Regions from separate parts of the Mus musculus genome. Here regions 1, 2, 4 and 5 are each linked to region 3. A link is a contact called in public promoter capture Hi-C data. All regions are on one chromosome and are shown on one strand. Each heading gives the region's core, a stretch centred on a gene start, on an enhancer-like site or on the middle of the called end of the contact. The rest is flanking DNA. Distances are from core to core; before and after follow the strand shown.

Region 1 (5,537 bases), core at 1,166-3,665, 560 kb before region 3:
AGTTACAGTTATGAGCTGCAGTAGGGGTGCTAGGAATTGAATTCAAGTCTGTGGAAGAGCAGCCTGTGCTTTTAACTGCTGAGCCATCTCTCCAGCCCCCCTTAACTTAATCCTTAACCTTGAAGGCCATTAGACAGTGTTCTCTGGTCTAATTTCATCCTTTCCTTCCTACTAGTTTCAGCACTTTTGTTTTTGCCTGTGATTGTGTGTGTGTGTGTGTGCAGGTTGAGTATCACTCAGCTCTGTGTTTGTGATGGTATTTGTTCTGCTTGCTATTCTGAGTTTTCTGGATCTATGTTTAGTATCTATCATTAATCGCTTCTCAGCCTTTTGGCTAAGATCAAGTGTAGTATCTATCATTACTTTGGGACACTTCTTAGTCATTGCTCCAAACATTTCTTCATCCTCTAGTCTCACTGTGTGTAACAGTAGTTTTTATTTACCTGTCTCTGTCTGCTAATCTAGGCCTTGTATGGAAGCGTCTAGCCTCCAAACTATCTAATCTAGGCCTGGAAGGTTTTCAGCCTCTGAGATTTTCTTAGTTAGGTTTTCACTGCTGTAAAGAGACACCATGACCAAGGCAACTCTTATAAGGGACAACTTTTAATCAGGGTTGGCTTACAAGTTCAGAGTCTCAATCCATTATCATCATGGCAGAATGCATGGCAGTGTCCAGGAAGGCATGGTACTAGAGAAGGAGCCAAGAGTTTTACATCTTGTTCCAAAGGCAAACAGGAGAAGACTGGCTTCCAGGCAGCTAGGAGAAGAGTCTCAAAGCCCACCACAGTGTCACACTTCTTCCGACAAGGCCACATCTACTCCAACAAGGCACACCTCCTAATAGTGCCACTTACTCTCTGGGCCAAGAATATTCAAACCACCCCAGAGTTATTGCTGAATAAACTCGCCCCTTTTTAGTTCTTTCTGACTTCTGTCCATCTGGTTCAACTCAGCTGTTCTGGCTCAAACTCTTCTCCCAGCTGACTAATTCAATCTGGCTTCTCTGAATTGCTGTTTGACCTCAAACTAACTTTAGCAATCTTTTCTAATCTTCTGGCTCTTTCTCATGTTCTTACTTGTTCTGTCTTTACCTGTGCATGCCCCCCCCCCCTCTGTAACCTCCATCCCAGGAGACTTAAATCTTCACCTGCCCTCCATGGGCACTCCACACACATGGTTCACAGACATACATTCAGACAAAACACTGGTCCACATTAAATAAAAATAAAGTATCAAAAGAGTTAAATTAATACATGATAGCTTTAAAAAGGAAATTAATTTCTCAGCTTTAAAAACAATGTGTAACTAGATTGGACTTCTACCCAGAACCATGCAAGCAACAAGGGAGTAAAGTATTTACAGTACTGAAAACAAGGGGGAAAAAAAAAAACCCCATCTCACGCCGGGATTTAGAGGTGTGCACCAGCACACTCTGTGGGAAAATTCTTTAGAAAAAATGAAAGTGGGGCTGGAGAGATGGCTCAGCGGTTAAGAGCACCGACTGCTCTTCCAGAGGTCCTGAGTTCAATTTCCAGCAACCACATGGTAGCTCACAACCATCTGTAGTGGGGATCCAATGCCCTCTTCTGGTGTGTCTGAAGAGAGTAATGTGTACTCATACATAAAATAAATAAATCTTTAAAGAAAAAATGAAAGTGGTAAGGTCAGAAATGACAGAAAAAAATATGAAGAAAACCCACTTCAACATTAACATCCAGTGTAGTACTTTGGTACTGGGTCTGGAAAGGCTCTGAATACTGATCTGGAGAACCAAGGCAAAGTGTGAGCCATGAGTCTGGGAATGGAGGAAACCATTCAAATAATGGGCAGGTTTCATAAAATTCCTGCAAGGTGGGCAAGGCAGATAATTAATTTAAGCAACAAAGTAAAGCTGTACACAGTGTGCCCGGTTCTGTCCTTGGGGAGAGCAAGAAGAGTCAACCCACTAAAGGACTCCATCAAGTTAGTGCTCAAAAGAAACTTGGAAAAGGAAGCCCTTAAATATTATAAACTACACGAAACAGCAAAGATGTGGCACAGAAAAGCATAAAACGGCTGTCATCCTACTGTCCAGGAGAACCCTGACTAGCCCTAGGATATTTCAAACTATATTCGTTTAGGCACCGGCGAGTCAGGACAGGAGGGCGGAGTTACCACTCAGGCCTGTGTTTGGTTTTTTGAAACGAGCGAGCGCCCTCTTCTGTTTCGCGAGAGGAATGGCAGAATTTTTCCTGGGAGCGGCTGGCGGCCCGGGAAGGGCTTGGCAGACGCTGATTCAGACACCTAGGTTTACAGCTTGCAGGGGTGATGGAGAGTGACGCTAGGTCGTACGTCACTTTCACAGTGCAGGGGACCTCGTGACGTCACAGCTCCCTCCGCGGCCTCTTCCGGGGAGGGAAGCCGCGCGCCCAGGCGGAAGTGACGTACTCCTGCGTTTCCCTCAGTGGCGGCATTTTAAGTTTAGTGATCTGGACAGGTTGATACACTTAAGTCACCGCCTGAGAGGAGACTGCGGGGTTCCCGTGGCTCCGCGAAATGGGCCCAGCTGGTCCGCCGACCTTCCGGTGCAGATGAGAGAAGCGGGGCTCCGCCTACGGGAGCGTCCGGGAAGCCTGGGTTGAACGAAAGGAGGAAAGGGCGCCCGCGGGCCATGGCCCCACCTCCAGGGGTAGGTCCCGCGTCTCTGCGGTTTGCTGCCGCCGCCAGCTGGCTGGTAGTCCGCCGTCGCCGCGTAGAGCACTTCCCGAAAGTGGTGGAGTTTCTGCAGTCCTTGCGCGCTGCTGCCCCCGGCTTGGTTTGCTACCGGCACCATGAACGCCTGTGTATGAGCCTAAAGGCCAAGGTACTAGAGAGAAGGACGTCTGGTTGGGACTAAGATCGGCTGGAAAAGGGTAGGTGTTCTGAGCCCTGTACCGTGCAGGTGGTGGTGGAGCTGATCCTGCAGGCGCGACCCTGGGACCAGGTCCTGAATGCCCTGAAGCATCACTTCCCAGCAGAGTCCAGAACAGTAAGTACCACTGGACCCCGAAGCTGTGAGTGCTATCTTGGGCAGACCAAACTCAGGCCTGATGCAACCAAGTTGCCCCTGGGTCCTAGCGACACCTCCTCACCCAAATTTTCCTGTCTTCAATATCCTCAACAGACAAAAGAAGACAGGAAGCTTTTGGAGGCACGGGAAAATTTTTGCTTGCTTGTGAAGCACCTGTCAGAGGACCCGCCTTCGAGCCTGCAGGTGAGAATGGTTGGTTTGGAGGATGTTATGGGATTCCTGTTTTGTTTTGTTTTGTTTTCTAAAATTCATCTGACCTGCTTCACTTTCCCACATACAGGAACTAGAACAAGACTATGGGGAATCCTTTCTAGTTGCCATGGAAAAGCTGTTGTTTGAATACTTGTGTCAGCTAGAGAAAGCACTGCCTCCAGTCAGAGCACAAGAGGTTGTTGAGAAAGAAACACTTTAAGGGCGGAAGGCTGGGTGGCTTCCCCGAGAACTATGATCTTCCTATCTGTCGCCTTGCCCACAGCTTCAGGATGCTCTAAGTTGGAGTCAGCCGGGCTCGTTCATCACTTCTTCGGTTGCTTTGCACCAGTATGGTATGGACATGGGGTGGACATTTCCAGGTAAGAGGATCAGCGGAGATAACTAGCAATTTGGAGGTTAGTGTTTAGCTCTACCAAACCTGAGTCAGCCGAATGGAAGTTATATGGGCCTGTAACACAAACCTGAGTTTTAACCTAGTTCTAATTTTATAAGGCATCTTATTTTATCTTTCAGAGAGCTCTACTTCTGGCTCAGGGAATCTGATAGAGCCCATGGAAGAGAGTCCTCATCAGCAAACCAGGCCAGCATTCCACAGTCCTCTGCCTAAAGCTAAGCTTGGCCCTCACCAGCCAGCTTCACTGGAGCACCCAGAACACTTAGCTGGCCACCGCTTTAATCTGGCCCCTTTGGGAAAGCGAAAATCCCGATCACATTGGACATCGGCAAAGGCGTGCCATAAAGAGCGGCCCACAGTCATGCTACTCCCATTTAGGAACATGGGCTTACCAGCTCAAGACTTATCTAACCCTAAAAGCAGGGAAGAACCCGGTGCGGCCTCAGCAGCTTCTGTGGGAACAGAGCCAGTCTGCACGGAGGAGGCTAAGACTCCATCTCGGCCTTTGGGGAAAAGGGCATTAGAGGAGACCCCACCTGACTCACCGGCTGCAGAGCAGGAGTAAGGGTCTCTTCTCCTTCCTTAGGAATACTTTCCCTGCCTGCTTCCCTTCTTCACCCAACCTTTCCTTTGCCTTCACCTCAGGAACAGTGTGAATTGCGTGGATCCTCTAAGACACTCATCACCGCCTCTTACAGTCAAGAAACCAGGTAAGCTTTGGACCAGACGGCGTTGGGACTTTCCAAGGCCTGTGCTCACCTAAAAGTGGGTCTAGGTTTTGTTTCTGCTTATTTTTTTCGAGACAGGTTTTTTCTACATAACCCTGGCTGTCCTGGAAATTGATATGTAGACCAGGCTGGCCTTGAACTCAGAGATCCCCCTGCCTCAGCCTCCAGAGTGCTGGGATAAAAGGTGTGGGCCACCAAGCTAGGCTAAGAAAGAGGTTTTAATTGTGGTTTCTTTCCTGCAGTGCTGTCCCCAACCCCGTGTAGCTCTGTTATTACCATAGGGGACTTGGTTTTGGACTCTGATGAGGAAGAAAATAACCAGAAGGAAGGGAAGGTGAGTGGGAAGAAGCAGAAAGCCAAGCCAGAGGGCGGGCAGAACAAGGCAGGGATACATGTGAAGTGTTCCCAGTTATAGGAATTATGCTTTCTTCTCTATAGGAGTTTTTGAAAAACTACCAGAAGACGAAGTTTGACACCTATATCCCCATGTTTTGTGACTACATCCCGTAGTGTCCTGCCTATTCCTTTCTGGCTACCTAAACGGTTCTCACTCAGGTCCTCTGGAATATTCTCTGCACTCTGTCCATCTTCTGCTGCAGCTCTGCATGCAATTTAGTGGAAAAGAAGAGGAAGTCCAGACTTGAGTTGCCTGGCTACATTGCTGAAAGCTTTGTAGCACTTGAAAATTAAATATTGATTTGTTTCACTATTGATGGGAAGAAGGGGAATAAAGACTTGCATAGGTCTGTGTAGGTCATTCCTCCGAAACATAACAGGCTTCTCTTAGCTGGTTGAGGCCCTTCTCATATTTACTCCTTTGGCAAGAGTTTAGATTTACATAGAAGGGTTGAGAGAGCCTGGAAGGGAAACTGTCCTTATGCCATCCTAACAGTCATCCCTAAGGCCAGAATACACTTTGTAAACTTGCTTGCTACCAAGTTAGCTTAGGCTGGCGTCGCTGCTTCCTGAGAATAACATTCATTTCCCTGGATCCTACTGGGTCAGGGTCAATCCCAGGAGGAGCATCTAGATGCCAGCCTGTGCTGGAAGCCCAGCATCCATCTGTATGAGAGTGTTTCAAGTATAGAAGAACGTCTAAGCTGTTTAGACACGTGATGATGTCATTTAATGAAGCTGCTTAACATGATTCCCG
Region 2 (4,941 bases), core at 1,413-3,912, 610 kb before region 3:
TCTTTACCGATGTTCAAATCCCTGCTTTCACAACAAACAGAAAAATCTCTGCAAATATCAGCGCACAGCTGCCTGCTTCCCACTCCCTCGAGGTGAAGGCCAACTATAACTCACAATGACTCCTCTTGCCACTACGTAAGAGGCTTGTCATCAATTCTTTTATTCTTATCTGTGAGGGCACCTGGCTTAGCATCCCTCTGCCAGCTGCCTGAGTCTGTTTGGTTTCTCACCCGCAGCTGCACGCCACACATGTCTGACATGCCCTTCCTGCCTTCTCTTTCCAAAACACAGGCCCCTCCTTTTTTGAATGCAGATGTTTTTCACAATACTCACTTCCTCTCAAGCCTGCCTGACTCAGCTTTGCCAGTTTCAAGATTGCTAATTATTTAATCGGCTCCCTTGCTTACCTCACCCTTCCCCCGCCCCCTTCCCTCCTCCCTTAGTAACTATGATGTAACACTGTGTTTGGCAAACCTTCACCGGTTGGCATCTGTATTTCTGGTATCTGGTTGCATGTCTGAGTGCCTACAGAACAAGAAACAAGATCCAGAAGTTGCCAAACAGCAATAACAACAAAATATGGATGTTGAGGGGAGACTAGCCCAGAATCACGGCTGTCTTACCTGGTACTTACTACTACTACTTGGGTGGCCCTCAGCAAGCTAGTAATCTTTTTGAACCTCCATTTCTTGCATGTTTGTCAGGAAAAATAAAAATAATAACTATAATACCTTTGCTATATTATTATTTACTGAGTATTTATTCAATATAGTCATTATTCAAAGCACTTCACACCGGTAGTTTATTTAATCACAACATCAACTCAAGCATCTAGATAAATTTTTCTTCTATGATTGTTTTGTTGTTGGAGCTTTTTGTTTGTTTGTTTGTTTTGTTTGTTTCTTCGTTTGTTTTTGAGATTACATAGCAGAAACTAACCCGGAACTCCTTTTCTAACCCAGGCTGGCCTTGAACTTGGGGTTCTTTCTCTTGTCCCATGCCTTGAGGTTACAGGTGTTCTCTAAGACATCCAATCCAGCCTTTTAACTTTTTCACTTAACATCTCAGTGCATATCCCAGGCTGGCTTCAGACTCAGGGCCTTCCTGCCTCAGCCTCCCAAGTGCTAGGATTGCAGGTGTGAGCCACAAAGTTAGGCTGAGACGTATTTTTAATCACTCTGCTTTGGCTTCCACATGTGGTCCTCTGTGTGTGTGTGTGTGTGTGTGTGTGTGTGTGTGTGTGTGTGTGTGTGTGTGCGCGCGCGCTCACATGCATTAAAAATACAGAGCTCCCATCACAGTGCCAGGAGCAAAGATAACCAGTGACTCAGCTGTTTCCCCCACTGGGACTGAAGTACACAAGGCCAGAAGAAGCATCTCTTTTCTTCTAGAATACGTTACCTAAAAGAGGACCTAGAAAAGGGCTGGGCAGGTAGTGGATACTTTAAATCTGTCTCCATGGCTCACGGTGAATGAAAGTAGAGAGAACACAGGATGAAGAACATTGCAACAGCCTTAGTGGCAACTGCACTGAATGGTTATTAAAGAGACTAAAAAGCTTTGAGAACACTGCCACTTAGTGCAACAATGATGATAAAGCTGGCACTCAGAGGGGGGAGACGGGGGGGGGGACTCTTTTTTAGCTTTTAGAGTTTGAAATATCTCTAGGACATATAAGCGAAACTACATTTTTCTTCTTTCTGGTTTTTTAGACAGGGTTTCTCTGTGTAGCCCTGGCTGTTCTAGAATTCGCTCTGTAAGCCAGGCTGGCCTCTAACTCAGAGAACTGCCTGCTTCTACCTCCTGAGTGCTGGGATCAAAGGCAGTGTGCCACCACTGCCCAGTGATACTCAATTTTTAAAAAAATTAGAAACCTCACTATTATCTTAAACTCTAGACCCTCCTGTGTCGACCCCCTGAGAAGCTGAACATTACAAACAGCACCACTGCCTCTAGCTTTTGACCATGTCAACAAATACATATACTGCTATATAATTGTCACTATCATTATGCTTGTGGACGTCTGGACTGGAGAGAGGTTTGGGTGCCATATAGTAACCATGAATGTAGATGAAATCAAGAGAACAGGAAGGAAACCGAGAACTTTTGGCAGCCAGAACTCGCTGATAGCAGGTTGCTGGAGAAACTTCTTCACTTAGCCTGGAAAGGGACTCTAGCCAGCCTGAGTTTGGCAAACATGGCTCTGTCAGGCCTTGCCCTTCTCTCCACTCCCTCTGTCTTGCTAAAAACGTTAGATTGAGTTCCTAAAGCTAGCTACCGAGATCCGTTCCCTTATTCACCTCATCCTAACACAGGATTTCCCCTTTTACCTTTATAAACTGCCACTCTCCTATGGGCCATGCCTGTCTCCTCTCTATTCAAAGACAGTCCTTTGTCCCCTCTTCGAGAGAAATACCTGCCCCCCCCGTCCCCCCCCTCCCCTCTTCTCTTTCCCCTTCTCCATCTCCTGTCTTGTCTCTTATTCCTATACTTCGTCCCTCTAGGGCAAATAAAGCTCCTTTGTCCTGAAAACTTGGTCTTGGGGTGTCCTGAGCCGATACCAGTCCCTTCAAGGCTGCAGTTTGAGTTGCGAATGGGAAGAGCCAGGCCTGCAGGGGGCGCAGCGCCTCGTCTCCGCACCTCACACAGCACGGAGCCGCTCTAGCCACACTGGGACTCGGTGGCGGCCGGAGTTGCACGTCCTGGCACCTCCTCCCTGAGCAGGTGAGTTCGCCGGTGGAGGAGGGGGTGCAAGGGTCCACGGGACGGACGGACGGGCGGGCGGGCACTGCTCTCTATATGCGCGGCGTGTGCCTCGGCCCTGACGGGTGGGGCTTCGGAAAGATCCGTGGGGACGGAGGCCGTGGTTGTGGTGAGCGCTTCCTCCTGACCTCACAGTGCCAGCCGCCGGCCCCCTTTTAACTCACGGGGATCCTTATCCTGGGCCTGCTGGCAGCTTCCGGGAAACACCTGGGGGGCGGGGCCGTGTGGGCGGGGTTCTGTGATTGACATCTCTTTCGGCAGATTGAACGGGCTGCCTCCGGACCCCTCCCCTATCGCCAACGCTGAGCCGAAACCATGGTGAGAACCCTGAGCTCAGCCCCTTTCCCCTGCATGCCCATGCCCTCATCCCACGTGGCTATCTCGGCCGGGCTTCTGCAAGACTGCCCTTGCGAGGCAACCGGCGTTCATATTATCCTATCCTCATATCCCTGGTAGCATGGGCGCCTGAAGGTGAAGACGTCCGAAGAGCAGGCAGAGGCCAAAAGGCTAGAGCGGGAACAGAAGCTAAAGCTCTACCAGTCAGCCACTCAAGCTGTCTTCCAGAAGGTGGGGCCCTCGGAGGTAGTCCCCAATAATACAAAGACCAAAAGCTTGACCCTAGAGTCAAACTGTAGGGATCCAAATTTTGATTCTGTCTGTTGTTGCTGTATTGCCTTGTTCGAGTCACTGGAACTGCCTTCATCTGTAAAATGGAGCTGATGATTGCACAACCTGTGTACGAGTATTGCAAAGATTAAGTGAGAAAATACCTGTTAGGCCATGTAAGGTTTTGCACAGTACCTGTTGCATAGTGCCACTATTGACTGGTTCAGAGTTTATAATGTTTAACCTAGAGCTGGGGAAAGGCTGTGGTCCCTGACCCTATAACCTGTCTTCACAGCGGGAGGCAGGCGAGCTGGATGAATCCGTCCTAGAACTGACAAGCCAGATTCTGGGAGCCAACCCTGATTTTGCCACCCTCTGGAACTGTCGCAGAGAAGTGCTCCAGCAGCTAGAAACCCAGAAGTATGTAGTAGTTCAGGTCTCTGCCCTGGCCCTCGCCTGGGTGCAGAACTGGAGGAGGATTGGGGTAGCCGGGCATAGAGATAGGATAGTAGGGGGACCAGATACAAGAAGGGAGGGACAAGTTGGGGTTGGATGTTGGAAGGCTCTAACCCCCCTTTCTCTTGGGGTCCAGGTCCCCTGAGGAGTTGGCTGCTCTTGTGAAGGCAGAACTAGGCTTCCTTGAGAGCTGTCTGCGTGTGAACCCTAAGTCCTATGGCACTTGGCACCACCGCTGCTGGCTGCTGAGTCGCCTGCCTGAGCCCAACTGGGCCCGGGAGCTGGAGCTGTGCGCTCGCTTCCTCGAGGCCGATGAGCGGAACTGTACGTGTCCACAGTCCTGTCCCTACAAACCTCATGGGCCCCGCATCCTGGTACTGGGTCCTCAGAGCGGGGAGGGATACACAGGATCTAGCACCAGCATCCTGGTAGTGCTGAAAGGGATGGCGGAACCAGATGTATGTATAGGAGCAGTCTATGTAGTTTGCATGGAGGAATTGCTAGGGCTCTCTGAGGAATTCTGGGGGCCGTCAGTACAGTAGCTCCTCTTTGTCCTGCGTCTGAGATAGGCTCCCTCCCTCAACCTCTCTAGTTCATTGCTGGGACTATCGGCGATTTGTAGCTGCACAGGCTGCTGTCGCGCCTGCAGAGGAACTAGCCTTCACTGACAGCCTCATCACCCGGAACTTCTCCAACTATTCTTCCTGGCATTATCGCTCCTGCCTCTTGCCCCAGCTGCACCCCCAGCCAGACTCTGGCCCCCAGGGACGGCTCCCTGAAAATGTACTGCTGAGAGGTGAGTGGGCCTAGACCAGCAGTTCTCAACCTGTGGCTTGCGACCCCTTTGGGAGTTGACCAACCCTTTTCATTGGGATCGCCTAAGACCATCAGGAATATCAGGTATTTACATCATGATTCATCGCAGTAACAAAATTACAGTCAGCAAGGAGCAAAGAAAATCATTTTATGGTTGGGGGGGTCACCACAACATGAGGAACTGTGTTAAAGGATTGCAGCATTAGGAAGGTTAAGGACCAGTGGCCTAGAGGATCCTGGCAAGGATTTTGCAGGAGCACCCAGTCCTGATGGCTGCCTAGCCCCGCTCTGCACCACCTT
Region 3 (5,439 bases), core at 2,425-4,924:
CAGAGGTCCTGAGTTCAATTCCCAGCAACCACATGGTGGCTCACAACTATCTGTAATGGGCTCCGATGCCCTCTTCTGGTGTGTCTTATAACATTAAATAAATAAATCTTAAAAAAAAAAAAAAGTAATATGGAGTCTGATATGGTGGCGCAGAACTTTGATCCCAGCACTCAGAAGGCAGACGCAGGCAGTTATCTAGGAGTTTGAGGCCAGCCTGGTCTATATAGTCAGCTCCAGGGTAGCTGGGGCTACATAGTGAGCTCCAGGCCAGCCAGGGACTACATAGTGAGACCCTTACTTGAAAGACCACAAAAAAAAAGAGAAAGAAACAAGCAAACAAATAGGATTTTTAAAAAAATGCTGTGCTTGGATAGCTCACAAAGCTTAATGCACTCAGACAATTAAAGATTGCACAGTCATTCAGGATTCAATAATATTTTAATGATAGGACAAAAATGTTTATTATATAAAGCCAAGAGAACAAATACAGTACACGCTTAAGTACAGGTTAAGTATAACTTAACAACCTGTTAAATAAAAGCTATAGAGAAGATATTATATGAAATTAAAGGGGGCTGTATAGACAGCTCAGCAGTTAAGGGCATTGGCTGCTCTTTCACAAGATCTGGGTTCAATTCCCAGCACCCAGCCGTGACTCCAGTTCCAAAGCACACAGTGCCCTCTTCTGGCCTTCTTGGGCTCTACAAGCACCTGGTGCATAGACTCAATTCAGCACTCATACACAAAACGTAAAAATAAATAGATTTGCAAAAGAAAATAAATTAAGGTGTTTATTACACAGGAGACTACAGGAATTCTTATTTTCTTCTTGATATTGTGTCTGACTTTCACAAGTCTACAACAGCTGTCTTACTTTCCCCCAATGCATTTGTTAGAGCATGGATAATTTTGTCAACTTGACAGGATTTAGAATCTCCATGGAAACACACCTCTGGATGGGTCTATAAGGCTTTTTCCAGAGACTGAAGAGGGAAAGCCCGCTTTGAGTGTGGGTGGCACCACAGCCACAGGCTTGCCTCTTAGCATGACTCTAAAGGAGGAGGCAACCTGAGAACTTCTGTTTCCTCTGCTCCCCAGCTAATCCCAGAGAGTGGTTATCAGCCTCCATGCCTTTCCCACCATGATGGATTTGACCCTCAGACTGTGAGGCAGGGGAGACCCTTCTTCCACTAAGTTCCTTGTGTTGGGTACTTTATCTTAGCAATGAGAAACACACTTACTAAGTTGGGAATCTGACATACGTGGAGTTCTAAGGGCTGTTACACATTAGCATGTTAAGTAACTTCTAGATCCAGATTATAAAACTGAAATAATACCAAGTTAGTTTTGAAGCCACCATTTGTTGGGCATTTACAATGCACTGGGAGAGCACCATACTAAATGGTTTTTTCTCTGTATATTATCGTTTGTACTGTTCATATAGTCACTTCAGCCCTTGCTGCGCTGTAATATCCCCATTGTAGAGACAGGCCAGCTACAGCTCAGACACATCAGGTAATGTGCTCTGCTTTGTCAGTTTAGGAAGGCCAGTGTTGGCTCCCGGCCTAGACTGCTCAGTTACAGTTGGTGTGGGGACCGATGAGCTAATGCAGACAGAGTGCCAAGCACAGAACCTAGCTCCAGCTAACACCAGTTCCTCTCTCCATGACACTTTTACATTTGTAAATTGTGACAAAACAAACCAGTTCAGTCTCAAAAAGAAAAAGAGAAAAAAAGAAAGAAAGAAGGAAAGAAAGAAAGAAAGAAAGAAAGAAAGAAAGAAAGAAAGAGAGAGAGAAAGAAAGAAAACAATAAAAATAACAAGTGTCCCTATTCTGAAAGAGATGACTGTAGCAACCATTAGGGACAGGCCAAAAGGCTAGCTCCCTCAGAGAAATGGGGGAGGAGCACAGCCAGGGCTGTGTGTCCCATATATTACAAGACTTTCTCAGGACTTCACCAGTAAAGATGTAGATGTCTAATGAGAAATGAATGAATGAATATATGAACCAACTATCCTGTATTAAGTGGACCCCAAATGGACTCTGGGATTTTTGTTGGTGATGGTTGGTTTTGGTACTGGAGATTGAACTGGGGGCCTTGCACATCCTAGGCACATGCTCTCCTACTAAGCTACACATCCCCAGTACCTGATGGCTACCCTGCTTTGTTCTCAAAAGTGCTTTAAATATGTGGTTCCCTGCTGAGTATGATGTTAAGGTGGCTGTGCCTGTAATCCCAGCACTCGGGGAGGATGAAGGAGGAGCCTGGGGAACATAATGAGACCCTGTTTTAAAAAAAAAAAAAAAAAAAAGAGTAGTCTCTGCCCTGGAGAAACTTCTAGAAAAACACAATGTGATTTAGGGATATAGCTCAGCAGACACACAAGCCTACAGCCTGAGCTCAATCCATGGATCCTAGGTGAGAAGCCAGATGCAGTGGCCCACATCTAAGCCTAGCACTCCTAAGGAAAGATGGGAGTCCACAAGAGGATCAGGCCAACTAGCCTGGAGTACATTACACAGAGGAGACAAGAGCTATCTCAACAAGACAGAAGACAAGGACTTCCTCTGATATCTCTCTCTCTCTCTCTCTCTCTCTCTCTCTCTCTCTCTCTCTCTGACACATGCACACACCACCACCCCACTAATATATACATAGTGTGTAGTATGCACACACATGTGCCTGTGTGTGTGTGTACAAGAGAAATCCCTGTTTATTTCGATCTTCATACTCTTTATTTTACCAAAGTACCCAATGTAACCCTGACTTTAGGGGATGCTCCCAAGCACAGACATCTGGAAGAACTGAAGGGCTCGAAAGACACCAAGCTGCCAGCTAGAGCCCAGTGATAGAGCACGCGCTTTATCCCAAGAACCAGAATTCCGTTCCCAACACCAACAAAAATAAAAGTCTGCGTTTAGTGTTCTACTTCTAGCTTTGCCAACTTTGCCAGTGTGCCCCTTGGTGAATGACTTCCCCCTCGGGGCTCTGGATCTCTTTAAATCAGGTGTGGGGATGAGGGGTGGGCAGCGGGGACTAGGTCCTATGGGGAAAGAAAGGCAATTGAGCACACTGGTGCCTCCTTCCCTGTAAACACGCAGGGGCAGGCCAGAGGAAGCTGAGAAGGGAGGGAATGCAGTACGTGAATACCTGTGTGGTCTACTTGTGCTGTCAATCTGGAGAGTGGACTCGAAGAGGTCGATGATGGGCTTAAGGGGCCACAGCAAAAGCCTGCTCAAGCAAACTTGTGTAATTTGCTGTGTTGTGAAAGAGAAGACTCCAGAGCCCTAAGATCTTGGTGGCCTCCTCAAATTTGAGCCCCCTTAATGAACATACCAACACTCCCTTCAGAGGGCCCATCCTAGACAAACTGTTGGTGTCCGCGGAATATTGTGTGCATTAGCTTAGTGGGGCCTCCAGACAGGGCCCCATCTCAAGCTACCTCTAAAACTGTGACAGGGTGGGCGCTGTCTGGTGGAGGAGTTTGAGCTGAATGGGCAGAGGTATCCACGTTCAAATGCCTCCTGGCTTCCGGCCAAGCAGCTGGCAGGTTCATCCCTCTCCCCAGGGTCCTCATAAACACCACTTCCGGACCTCCTGTCTCCATGTGGGCTCTTCCTGCCGGGATTTCTATTCTCATGCCTGCCCTTTCTCTGCAGAGCTTTCTCCCGCTCGTCGCGAGCCTTATTTCGCTCTCTTCTTCTCCCTATGTGATTCTGCTCCCCTCCTTCCCTCCACCCTTGACTTCTCTCCCTAGCTATCTCTCAAGAGTCCTGGAATGGGTCTCCCTCGCCATCTCCCATGCCGGCTATATCTCCCCCTGCCATAGCTCTCACCCCTGCACCTCATTCTTTGTATTCCTCTCGCACTCCCGGTCTCCCCAGCATCTCTCCTCCCCCGCCTGGCTCTGGCCTCCCCCTGCCTCCCCATCTTAAGACTCCTCCCCCTAGCTCCTCTCCCCTCCCCTCCCTCCACCTCACTCCACTCCCTGCCTGCATGCCACGGTTTCTTTCCACCGTGGGGGTCTCTGAGCCTTCCATTCTCCTCTCCGCCTGCCTTCTCCCTCACCTCAGGGGTAGCGAACCCCCTTTTTTTCTGCCTGAGCATCCTCGCACCACCCCCACTGCCACTGACTCTCTCCCCACCCTCTCCTCTCCGCTTCTCTCTGCCCCTTTAAATCTGCCTGGCCCAGCCTCCCCCTTGATGCTGGGTTTGGAGCAAACATTGATTTGTGCTGGGATGGAATTGGAATTTTGATTTTTTTTTTCCTCTCCCAACCATAAGAAGAAAAAAATAAAAACACCCCTTCTTGATAGCCCCCTCCCCTTTCCCATCCAGCCCCCAGCTCCTCTTCGCTGTCTCCGTTCAAGACAGATTTTTTTCCCCCTACACTTATTCTCATCCCCTCCACCCTGCCACTACCTCACCCCCCACACTAGCCTGCACCTTCAGCCGAGGAAAAGGGACTCTCCCATAGCTCCCCCACCTTCCTTCTCTGGGTTGTAGCAGTCTCTCCGGAAGGGAAGGGGGCTTGGCTTGTCCTGGTGAGGTGTGAGTGGAGGGACCCTGCCATGGAAACTGCGCCTGGGAGGCAGCCTGAGCCCCAGCACACATGGTGAGTAACCTGTCCCCTCCCTTTCGCCAGTCTGCCCATCCCTACCCTCATCCCCCACCCCACCCCCAACATCCCCATTCTACCATCGGCCCACCTGGGGCCGGCTTTCTAGCTAGCTACATTTTTACCCCCTTGCCTCCCCCGCACCCGGGTTTGCTAGCGGAGCCAAAGAATCCAGGCAGAGGGGTCCAAATCGCCAGGAAAGCAGGTGTCGGAAGACCCTGCCCTGGCCCCTCCCAGGTCCCCCACCTCCAACTGCCATCCACGCTCCACACTCTGGGGTTCTGGGTTGGAAAAGTAGGACTCGGGATCAGCGCTGGGACCCCAAGTCCCGGGAGGCGCCCTCTACAAGTTGGGAGGGATGGGAAAGCCCCCTTGCCCTCACCGCTTGGGAGCTGCTAAAAGATGCTGCCTAGGGGGGATGGGAGGAGGGCTGGAGGGCGGTGCTGATGCCCTAAAGCTACCGGCAGGGGAGCGGCTGGCAAAGAAGGGGACCTCGCTTTCCACTTGCCTCGCTCTCCACTTGCACCCCTCTTTCTCCGCAGCCACTCAGGATGAGGGTCCGGCCCTGCCTGCCCGCGCTGGGGCCCCTCCGCCCAGCCCCGGTCTAACTGCCCCCGCCCCCAAGCCTCGCCCGGCCCCCAGGCCCCCAGCCGGCTCTCCAGCCCCATGATGCGCTGAGCTGCCGGGGGGCTGAGGCCGCGCCAACTACATGCATGTCCCCCGGGGGCAAGTTCGACTTTGACGACGGGGGCTGCTACGTGGGGGGCTGGGAGGCGGGGCGGGCACATGGCTACGGCGTGTGCACCGGGCCCGGCGCC
Region 4 (5,068 bases), core at 1,422-3,921, 740 kb before region 3:
GGGGCTCACTGAGCCACTGTTCAACTCCCCTCTCCACTTGGTAATTTCGCCTCAGGGGAGCCAGTTTCCCCCGGATTTGTTTTCCTACCTGGGATGTGATACACAGCACCATTTCTGATATTTCCGAAATCCTGCCACTGCATAAGAACTTTAAAACACAAGTTTAACAGAGTTTTGTTTTTTGATTTTTTTTTGTTTTCAAAAAGCAAGCACAAATAATATAAAAACATACTGGATTCTACTTTAGGTGAGCCTGCATCTTTCCTGACCCTTCTTCCACAGAGACCAGAACAAACAACCTCACGGTTCTTCCTCCATCTCTCCCAAGAGATGTATGGAAGGCAACAACCAGAAGGCAAAACTCCAGGTCCCTAGAGCTACGATTGGAGTCGGCCACACTGCATCCTCCTGACAAGGCATCCTCATAATAGGAAAGGCTCACATAGCAGGTCATCAAAGCCCTTCAGCTTACAAGACATCAAGCTAGGGAGAAAGACTTGGTCCCTTATAAAGCTAGTTACTAACAGCAGCACCTAACTTCTGCCCCGTGTTGTTCTTTATGTTTTGCCAAAGTATTTGAGCAGGCATTCTTTCAGTTGGCCCTCACAATTCTTACATGAGAAGAGTGTTATTACATTGTTTCACAAATGAGGAAAAAAAGTTTCAAGATGGCTGAATTATTAGACCAGGGCCTCTTCAAACTATGCTTCTCTATTTGGGCTATGATATGGAAACGTGTCAAATCCAGACCTTATCCTCCCCACATTCCACTGTCCCTTGCCCTCACCCCCTCCCCCTCCTTTTCTTCCTTCTGTCCCCACCAAGAAAGGAAGTTACCCAGAATCCCTGCAAGCTGTTCCCACCTTCAACAATGCCTCTCTCTGGGGCAAAGAGGGACACAAGAGGAAACTGACAGAGCCCCTGGATCCACTTAGCAGGGCTTGGAGTGAGAAACTCAGGGGTAAAAAACTATAGCCCAAAGAGGCTGTGATGCTGACAAGCTTGAAGCTGACTTGAAGTTTAAACAAGAAACACAAAGTGGAGCATCTCAAGCAGTGCTCTTCAGGGGCCCAGGGGGAGTAAGTGGCTCAGTGGCAGAGGGCCTCTGTGGTATGCACAGGCCCTGGGTTCAGTCTCCATCTTTAGGGAGGCCCTGGTCAGCTGATTAGTTCTCCATGAAGGCTGAGCTGTGGTACTTTAACAGTAACGGAAAAAAATTAAGAACATAAAGAACCCAAAAGCCTCTTCTTAGCTTATCCTACACCAGCCTCTGAAACTAAGGGGCCCTGCACATCTGTTCTCTGGGCAGACACCTCTCCCCTCCCCCAGCACCTCTGTCAGAACTGGAAAAGTGCTGATGCAGCAGCTTAATGGGCGTGTTTAGGGAGAAATTTCCCAGCCTCCCCTTCCTTCTGCTGGCTGTGTTCCGGGCCTCCCCTACCTAGGCCCTGACCAACTGAGATGTGGGTAGAGCTTCAGCCAAAGGGTTAAAGACTAGCTTGTATCCGAGAGAAGGGAGTCCAGAGCATTCCTACTGGAGAAGATAAGGGAATCTGAGGGAGTAGGGGGCCCTTGGGTGTGACTGAACCAGAGGGAGGAGCCCAGGCAGAGAAGCCAAGATGAGCGTAAAAGGGACAAGCTGCAACCTGGCCTCTCCAATATCCAGCTCCATACAGCAGGCCCTTTCATCTCAACGTCCATGATTCCCTGGCATCCCAAGGCACTGCCTTCCAGAACAGATGCATCCTACTCTGCCGGCAGGGTCCTAGGTTCTACAACCTCCACCAACCTACTCCTTCCTGACTCTGATGACTGAGGCAGACCCTCACCCTCTCTCTCTCTCTCTCTCTCTCTCTCTCTCTCTGAGTCCTACTGCTTCGTCTATAAACTGCCAACGCCACTCTACAAGTGTCTCTAGGGCCCTCCTCTGGTCCCAGTACTCAGAGAAACCGCCCAGGATTTAAGCAGACAGAAAGAACGGAGGCCTTCCAGTGTCTTGGTGAGAACAAAGACATATGTTGCAGAGGCCACAAAAATGCAGGCCCTTAAACTGATCCCAAGATGGAAAATCTGGGCCTGTTTCTGACCAGAGAAGGCTGGTAGAAAGAGACTCTCAGCAGAGGTTCTCTCAGCACACTTAAAGGACAGAAGTGACATGTAAGAGAGGGGTGGGGCAGAAGGGAAAGAAGGAAGCAGAGGGACAGAGCAGGGGCCCCGCAGATCTGGAGGGAGGGAGGCCCAGACCCTGCAAGCCAAACAGCAGGACAAGCTCAACACCTCTGGGGACTCTTGACTGTTCAGGAGAGAGGGAGAGGATCTGACTAGGAGGGAAAGGAAAGAACAAAACGAAGCTGTTTACCTTGGCTTTGCCCGTATTTTCCCGGGGCCCCTCCAGCTGCAGCCAAAAGTAAGGGGTGTCAGGACGGCTCTGGAAAGCGGTCACCTTGACCCTGAAGATGCGCTGGACTTGCAGCCGCTGCCGGTGTACCCGGGGCTTCGATTTTGTCTGCACCATGAACCATTCCTGCGCTGGGGGTTTACCCCCCGACAAAAGCATGGCTGTCCCTCCGGCCCCTGGAAAGCGTGAGAAGTGTCACGGGTCCCAGCACCGAGGCCCCCAGCCACCTAGCCCTGCAGCCTAAGCCACGCCTCCCCTCCTTGAGGCGCGCCCCCCGCCACCGCCTCCCTGCTGTGGGTTCTGCGACCCACCCGCCAGCGCTCCGCGCCCGCCCTCCCAGCTCCGTCCCTTTCCGCCGCAGCACGGGAGACAAACCCTTCCTGCTAAGGGTTGTAGCTAGGGGTGGGACCGAGCGGATTCCCGCCGCCCTTCCTCCCCCTCAACCACCACCCCCTCCTCCCCTTCGACCTCGAAGCCAGGCCCCCTGGATAAACTCGCCTGAGCTGCTGGATGGCTTAAAGGGGCGCTGGAGACTGAGGGAGGGAAGGAGAGGAGGCTGGGCGGGAGGGAGAGGGCCAAACAGGGTCTTGGAAGCAACTGCCTTCCACCCAAGTTTTGTGTTCAGGGGTCAAAGTTCCTTCCTCGAAGGAAGGAAAAGGAAGGATTGAAGAGTTGATCTCTGAGACCCTGGTTTTAGATTCCAAGCAGTGTTCTACACACACACACACCACATACACACCACACGCGCACACACACCACATACACACCACACGCACACACACAAACACATCACACACACACACACACATGATCCTTGGTCGTCTGGACTTCCCTTGAAAACCCTTTACTACACCCATCTCTTTGTGGCAGGAAAGGGTTAAGGGAAAATGGGGTGGAGAGACCACAGAGGCTAGGGCCTGTAGAAACTATGGGCTGGAGACCAAGCAGGACGTAAAGGGTTACAGCTCTGACCCCCACCCCCACTCTAGTCTGGGGACCGCCTGGAACTGGCTCTAGGCCCAGGCCCTGCGGAAGCCCCCCAGGGCTGGAGGGGCAGGGGGTTAGCTGCCAGAGTTTTCAGGCTCGGGTTGTTTAGGAGAACCCCTTTTTTTAGCAAGTGTGAGTTAGAGTGTGAGGAGCCAGTGGGAGGTAGGGTCTCCAATCATCCTTATCCACAGCCATATGGTTGGCATCAGTGGTCCAAGACTAGCCCTGGGCTGGGGACACTCTCAAAACCCGAGCTGCCTTGGAGACATGCTCAGTACAAAGAACACTTTATGTGGTCTTGTAGCCTGAAGTAGCCTGGCACTGGGAAGGCACAGTCTGCAGCTGGGGCCTCGAGAGAACCTTACTTTCCAAACAAACCAAGAGTCACAGTCTGACAGACACAAGTATGACCTGACCCACGGGAACAAAGGACAGCTATTTTTTTTTTTAAACTGAGTCCTTTCCTAGGACATCGGTGTTACAGAGCCACCGATGTGTGTATGTATGCAGGCCAGTGGGGAGGTGCACGCTGTGCAGAAGGGGCCCAGGGGGAAAAGATTCAGGTTACTGCCAGACTAGACTGGATGGTCAAGCCCCACCTTTACAAGGTCTCATCCCTGGAATGGAATTCAGAGAAATAAAAGGTGGGTCTGTGGGGTTCTGGGTAACGAGTTCTTCAACCCTGCCCCTCCAGAAGGCTTTGAAGTCAGAGGCTGTCTGAGTGACCCCACTTCTCTCCACTTTCCCTGCCTTTAATTGTACTATCAAAAGGCAGGCTTGGCAGGGCACATCAGAAACTCCGGGTTTGCAGAAGGCTGAGCCCAGAGGCCCTGACTCAGAAGAGGATGGAAGGGTGTGCCTCAGTTTCCCTTCCAGGAGCAAGGGAGCCACACAGCCTCTCCCCACCCCTTCTGTTAGTGATGCTAAATTCTTTCTGCCAGGGCTAAAGATGTCAGGGAGAAGCCCCAGGTTTAATCCTATGTTCAAAGAGGCCATGCAGAGGGCAGAAAGAAGCCATGCATAAGACACTTCATAAACAGATCCTTTTAAAGCAACTTATTTAAACTTTTGTGCTTGGTTGCTTTAGCTCACAGACATGGGGGTAATAGTCCAAGGCCCAGGATGGACATCAGCTCTCACAGGTAAACTTACATAATTCAGGCAATGAATTACATACCAGCGTAGCTGTGTACAGTGTACTGCGACACTTGCTAACTGGTAGTCAGTCTCCTTTCCCAGATCTTGTCTTCCTCCCCATCTCAGCTCAAGCCAATGTGTCCTAGAGATTCTCTACCCTAGAAATTCTCTCCTCCTGGACTCAGCCCTTACCACCTGCTAACCCAACCACGTGGAGAAAGTGGATTTGGCCAAAAAGCTGGCTATCACCCTTTGTCAGGAATGAGCCTACGAACCCTCAAACAAGTCAGTAAATCCCTTGGTCAGAGCTCAGGTGTCCCCTCTGCTAATGTATTCACTGAGTCAAGTTTATTCAACAATTTCAACAGGTATTTATCTGCTAGAAGCCAGGCTCTTGGGTACAGCTTTGACTTGGGTATCTATTTGCTTGTTGGAATGGGTCCTATATGACTCAGACTGCCCTAGAATTCACTACATCATTCGAACTGGCCTTGAAGTAGAAGCAATCCTCTTGTCTCTGTCTCCCGGAGACTGTGATTACTTGCA
Region 5 (4,907 bases), core at 1,951-4,450, 860 kb after region 3:
GTATGTGCTTGGCACTTGGTGAATGCATGGACAAGCAGGCTAGTAAGCATGCCTGGCTGACAGAATGAAGCATTAAGTGCTAAGAATGAAGTACTAAATTCTGAGGGTACTAAGTACTAAGTAGCTGACAGAATGAAGTACTAAGTTCTAGGACAACAAAAGCTCCCATAATCTGATAACCTATAAAATGTGGGTCCTTTTGGGAAAGGCTGATCAGGTGCGACTGGTATTAGGACTTTAGATTCTAGAACATATATGCAGAGAGCATTAGTATTCTGTCTCCACATGTTCCAAATAAGCGTTAGCATAGTTGTTTAGAAGGAAGAATTTCAAGTATATGGAAAATGTTCTTTATAACAAAAGTTATCCTAAGGTATTCCCAGAATTGATATAACTCAGGATTGAGTAGATCTTCTAGAATTATATACAATGAAATGAACTCTTGGTACCTACTCTAGACAGGCCTCTGGAGAGAAAAATGTATTCTCCCCTTCTTATCTTGAAGTCAAGACACATATGGAAGAATATATCCTATCTTAAAAACATATCTTTTAAAACATACATGATTTGATACAAAAAGAGTACATAAAGTACTGTACTTTTTTTTATTTTTTTTCTGGTTTTGTTTTGTTTTTGTTTTTTTTTTTTGAGACAGGGTTTATCTGTGTAGCCCTGGCTGTCCTGGAACTCACTCTGTAGACCAGGCTGGCCTCCAACTCAGGAATTCACCTGCCTCTGCCTCCCAAGTGCTGGGATTAAAGGCGTGCACCACTACTGCCGGGCTGATAATATAATTTCTTAGGAGAAAGAATGGAAGAATCACAGAGTATGCCCCCTCTACTCTCCCATATCTTATATTGTGGAGCACCTTAGTAATGAAGCCTCTAAGGTCTTCTCTGACTTCTGATTTGACTTAAAACCCAATGTGTCTTTGCCAGTCATCAGATTTACAGTGCTAGCATCATCTTTTGCATGCCCAAAGTATTGGAGCTTTGCAGTATGGCCGAGTTTTAATTATTTGGAGAAACAGAGGTCGTTCATGTCAGAATGAATAATTGTTAGCAAGTGCAAACATCTTCTGGGCATTTATCATGGGCTCTGGACTTTGCTGCTTAATGTTTGACATTATTTCATTTAACCCCAACGAAAACAGTGCTGTGATTCAGGTATTGTTATTTCCATGTCATGGAGATGGAAAATGAGACCATAGTGGCATATACCTGAAATTTCAGCACTCAGTAAGCAGAGGCAGGAGGATTGCAAATTTGAATCCATTCTGGGATACATAGTAATTTCCAGGCGAGGCTACATAAAGAAACCTTGTCAAAAAGAACACAAAGAAGGAAAGCAAGAATTAAATGTTAAGTGATCAGTCTCAAGTTAAGTAATTAGTAGTATGTAGAATCAAAGTTTAACACCCTCTTTGTCTGACTCTGGAACTTGAACTTTTATCTACTATCCCTCTGCACATGAGCTTTTTACACATAGTAATGTTCTGACTCACACTACTCAAAACCAATGACCGTATGAATCCCTATTGAGAGTTTAGTTATGTTCATATACTGAACACAAAACAAAACTTTTCCGTATTGTTAATTCAGGTAGCTGAGAAAATCTGGAGTTCAGAATGGCTTTGTCTTAGAATGAGTATGCTTGTCTCAATAAGTGATGTCTTGCATTGATTCTGTCTTCCTAGGGAACTCCTATGAAGATGTTAATGACAAAGATCAAAGGCTAAGACACTTCTGGAAGGTGCTGGGATGATGGCACAGGAACTTCTGGAAGAATTCATTACTGGATAATTAGAAACAGCCAGTTAGCCCATTTGGCCTTAAGTTGACGACCAGAGGAATCTGTTCTACTTGTGCTGAGACAGGGAGAAGGGTTCAATTGCAGATGCATTTCATATTATGTGGAGTAGGAACCCGTCTGGTTATCCTTCCACATCCCACCCACTCTACAGTAACACAAGAGCACAGAGGCTACATTTCTAGGAGTGCAAACTTCTCTCTTGTGAATATGGATTTACCTCTTTTAACAGACTAAGGCTTTCCAAAGACACGAGTGATTCACTGGAACCTGGGCAGGGCTATTTACGTCTTATTGGATTGTGGCGCTAAGTGTTTCCGGGCTAAATACAGATAACAAGCGACAGTAGTTCAGTTGCGGGTTTAGAAATGCTGCTCAACTAGTTAGGCAGGGCAGTTGGAAGTGTCTTAAACGCTGAAATGAAGTACCGGATTCTATGCGGGTAGACTTTTTAACTGAAAGATGAGATACTAGGTTTAGAAGGTCGGGTTATTGTGAACTTGTAATGGCAGTGCAAACCAGAAGGCAGAACTTAAGTTTTCTTCAGCTAAAACGCTAAAAAGCAGTTAATTGTACTTGTTAAAACCTCAAACTTTCAATTCTTTTTCTATAAAATGATTCAGAGGATCAGGTTGAAACAAATATGCTCTTTGGAGCCATTCAAGGAATATTATAACAATACCTGTTGTACAATGTCAGTTTGCTGCTGATCCTGACCCTTCACTCTACGCACAAGTGACTATCTCTCTTTTTAGACAGTGACTGATTAACCTAAAAATTCCTACAATATAACTACAGCTATTGGACCTCCTTGGTACTCAACGAGCGTTTGTTGAATGAATGAATACCTGCTGGCTTAGGTTCTTCGTGGGGCCCAGATTCAGCCTTCCAGTTCAGGATCCTGTAGAGGTCAACCCTCTCCCGCCAGTGTAAACCGGCGCTTGGCCCGTATAAGCATAGTTCTCACTGCGGAGGAACTTGACCTGCTCTAATGATCGGTCATAGGCATCTGAAGATAGAGCTTTTAAGAGAATTAGGGCCAGGCAGGTTAAGTCCCTGGACCGCCAGCTTGGTCTCTAAGCAGATTCCCAAGCTAGACCACTGAGGGGGATCAAAGAGAGCCGGAACTCTCTGGGAAGCGTCTCTGTCCGCTGTTAAACCTCTCCCCTTGTTCCGGTCACAAATCTCGTCGCCAGAGCAACAGAGGGCGTCAACAAACGCAGGGCGGAAATAAGGCTATAGTACACGTCTCCAGAGGGGGAGATAGGCCCTGCGCAGGAGCATTAATTTATTTCCGTTTGTAGTTCTCAGTCTGGGTATGCAGCCTGTGTCTGCGCATTAATTGTGACGCACCAAGGCTGGCCTTTACGCCGGAGCCAATTGGCCCGCCGGTGTGGGCGTGGCTAGGGCCCGCTAACGCGCACGCGCGAGCCACATCGTCTGTGGTCGTCCGGTATCCGAAGTCCCCGTGTTCGTCATGTCGGCGTCTGTGGTGTCCGTCATCTCCCGGTTCCTGGAGGAGTACTTGAGCTCCACTCCGCAGCGGCTGAAGTTGCTGGACGCCTATCTCCTTTATATACTGCTGACCGGGGCGCTGCAGTTCGGCTACTGTCTCCTCGTGGGCACCTTCCCCTTCAACTCTTTCCTCTCTGGCTTCATCTCTTGTGTGGGCAGCTTCATCCTAGCGGGTAATGATTCTGTATCCTGGTCATAATGTCCCACTTTGGCGCGCAGCTTCGTCCTCACGGTACCCTTTGGTAGTTTGTAGAAGGCCGTCGTCTGTGAAGTCACGCTTACTTCTTGGGATCCAGGAAGCAGGCTCAGAAATGTCACGTTTCTAATGCCTAACAGGAGTTGAAACTGAATATGTAAAGAAATAGTCTTCTGGTGTTCGTCGCAATTAATACTTCTCTAAGGAAAAATATCCTACCTTGATGAAACTTTAACACAAATTTAAAGTTGGTAGAGCTTTAAATTAAAATGCCAAGCTGAGACATTTCTATCACTTTGGCCTAATCCCTACTTCATCTAGGAGAAGACTTTGGTGATAGTATAGGAATATAAATATTAGTGACTGCTTGTGAGGAGGCAACCCAATTGATGCTGGCTTTTTAGTTGCCCCTACTTATTTCTGTGCATAATTTATGTGCTTTTTCTCTTTACCCTCAACTCAATTTTTATTCACACAATTGTGTATTAGCTCTTCTTTCTTCTACACATTTAATAACCTTACAGACTTCCAGGTTTAATGAGGATTGCCGCCATGGATTTCATCTGAAGTCTGACTTTTCTTGCCCCATGGAACTGAGAGAATACTGGGAACAGGTTTGGCTTAGGAATGTTACTACCAAATGTATCATGGTCAGTCAGCAGTGTTTTGGGGGTTTATTAGCAATTGTTTTCCTCAGTGAATTACAGCTGGTTTGGGCAGAGACAAAATATAGCATTGGACTTGTCTGGAGACTTGATTTAGTGTCTTAACATAAACCTCACGTCACATGTACACATTCACATTGCTAGGTCAGGCCCACTGGGAACAATTTTACTTTTCAGAACTTAAATAGGCCCCAGCCGACTTGTGCCCCAGTCAGAGCTAGAGCTGCAAAGTCAGCTTATTCAGTGGTCATCATAGTGTCTTTGGTTTTTGGTCCAGTTTCTGGAGGCTACACCCTAACCATCAGGATATGTTAGCACCATTAGCCAGGTCTGACAAACCTCTCTACTGTGCCCAGTACTGTTCCCGACAGAGAACAGTAAGAGGCTGAGAACCTCTTACTTATTTAGCCTCTGGTTATGGAAGTGTAGGAACAGAGTGGGGCTAACAGCTGATTTAAGTAAGGTCTCTCCTGTTGAAGCCACCCATCTTCACAAGCCTCTGAGTTAAGTCCTGACTTACCAGAACTACATAGAAAAAAAGTGATTTGCTGGAAAGTTAGGTTAGTGCGCTCACACTCTCTCTTTCATCCCATCTGTCTTTCTTTTTTTTTTTTTTTTGGTAGATGACTTTTGCTTTTTTTTTTTTCTTTTAAAGATTTATTTACTTATGTGAGTACATTGTAGCTGTCTTCAGACATAGCAGAGGAGTGCAGAAGATCTTA

The links. Promoter capture Hi-C pulls out the DNA fragments that hold promoters and counts their contacts. Capture Hi-C pulls out chosen DNA fragments and counts their contacts.
Region 1: a contact with region 3 is called in a promoter capture Hi-C map of stem cell-derived epiblast-like cells, with 2.5 times the contacts expected there. The contact joins the promoter of Tinf2 here to the promoter of Jph4 in region 3. A contact is called at or near these places in 17 of 39 promoter capture datasets (the 3T3-L1 cell line, 3T3-L1-derived adipocytes, the C10 cell line and 11 more), 3 of 484 Hi-C or Micro-C datasets (cortical neurons, embryonic stem cells and uterus), 3 of 115 datasets of contacts at active chromatin or transcription factors (the SCID.adh cell line, neural tube and pro-B cells) and 1 of 9 other capture datasets (adipose tissue).
Region 2: a contact with region 3 is called in a promoter capture Hi-C map of embryonic stem cells. The contact joins the promoter of Rabggta here to the promoter of Jph4 in region 3. A contact is called at or near these places in 8 of 39 promoter capture datasets (cranial neural crest, embryonic stem cells, liver and 2 more), 1 of 115 datasets of contacts at active chromatin or transcription factors (pro-B cells) and 3 of 9 other capture datasets (adipose tissue, embryonic stem cells and pancreatic islet).
Region 4: a contact with region 3 is called in a promoter capture Hi-C map of cranial neural crest. The contact joins the promoter of Nynrin here to the promoter of Jph4 in region 3. A contact is called at or near these places in 6 of 39 promoter capture datasets (cranial neural crest, frontonasal cranial neural crest, liver and 2 more) and 1 of 115 datasets of contacts at active chromatin or transcription factors (embryonic stem cells).
Region 5: a promoter capture Hi-C map of adipose tissue shows a contact between it and region 3. The contact joins the promoter of Dad1 here to the promoter of Jph4 in region 3. A contact is called at or near these places in 1 of 39 promoter capture datasets (neutrophils) and 1 of 9 other capture datasets (adipose tissue).

What each region holds. Positions count from the first base shown.
Region 1 is chr14:55,678,695-55,684,231 of GRCm38.p6, reverse strand. Tinf2 (Terf1 (TRF1)-interacting nuclear factor 2) reads left to right here and starts at 2,415. Exons shown (of 9, transcript NM_145705.3): 1 at 2,415-2,842; 2 at 2,921-3,007; 3 at 3,143-3,232; 4 at 3,330-3,437; 5 at 3,525-3,621; 6 at 3,776-4,217; 7 at 4,302-4,366; 8 at 4,627-4,718; 9 at 4,823-5,152. The coding sequence starts at 2,651. The coding sequence ends at 4,894. It overlaps Gmpr2 (guanosine monophosphate reductase 2), which reads right to left. Exons shown (of 10, transcript NM_177992.2): 10 at 5,481-5,537. It also overlaps the pseudogene Gm25887.
Region 2 is chr14:55,719,984-55,724,924 of GRCm38.p6, reverse strand. Rabggta (Rab geranylgeranyl transferase, a subunit) reads left to right here and starts at 2,662. Exons shown (of 17, transcript NM_001360387.1): 1 at 2,662-2,724; 2 at 3,025-3,081; 3 at 3,220-3,330; 4 at 3,665-3,789; 5 at 3,962-4,149; 6 at 4,418-4,621. The coding sequence starts at 3,079.
Region 3 is chr14:55,115,170-55,120,608 of GRCm38.p6, reverse strand. It overlaps Jph4 (junctophilin 4), which reads left to right and starts at 3,674. Exons shown (of 6, transcript NM_177049.5): 1 at 3,674-4,618; 2 at 5,164-5,439. The coding sequence starts at 5,335.
Region 4 is chr14:55,851,718-55,856,785 of GRCm38.p6, reverse strand. It overlaps Nynrin (NYN domain and retroviral integrase containing), which reads right to left and starts at 2,671. Exons shown (of 8, transcript NM_001040072.1): 1 at 2,360-2,671. The coding sequence starts at 2,557.
Region 5 is chr14:54,252,222-54,257,128 of GRCm38.p6, reverse strand. Dad1 (defender against cell death 1) reads left to right here and starts at 3,200. Exons shown (of 3, transcript NM_001113358.1): 1 at 3,200-3,497. The coding sequence starts at 3,287. It also overlaps a transcript of Abhd4 not described here.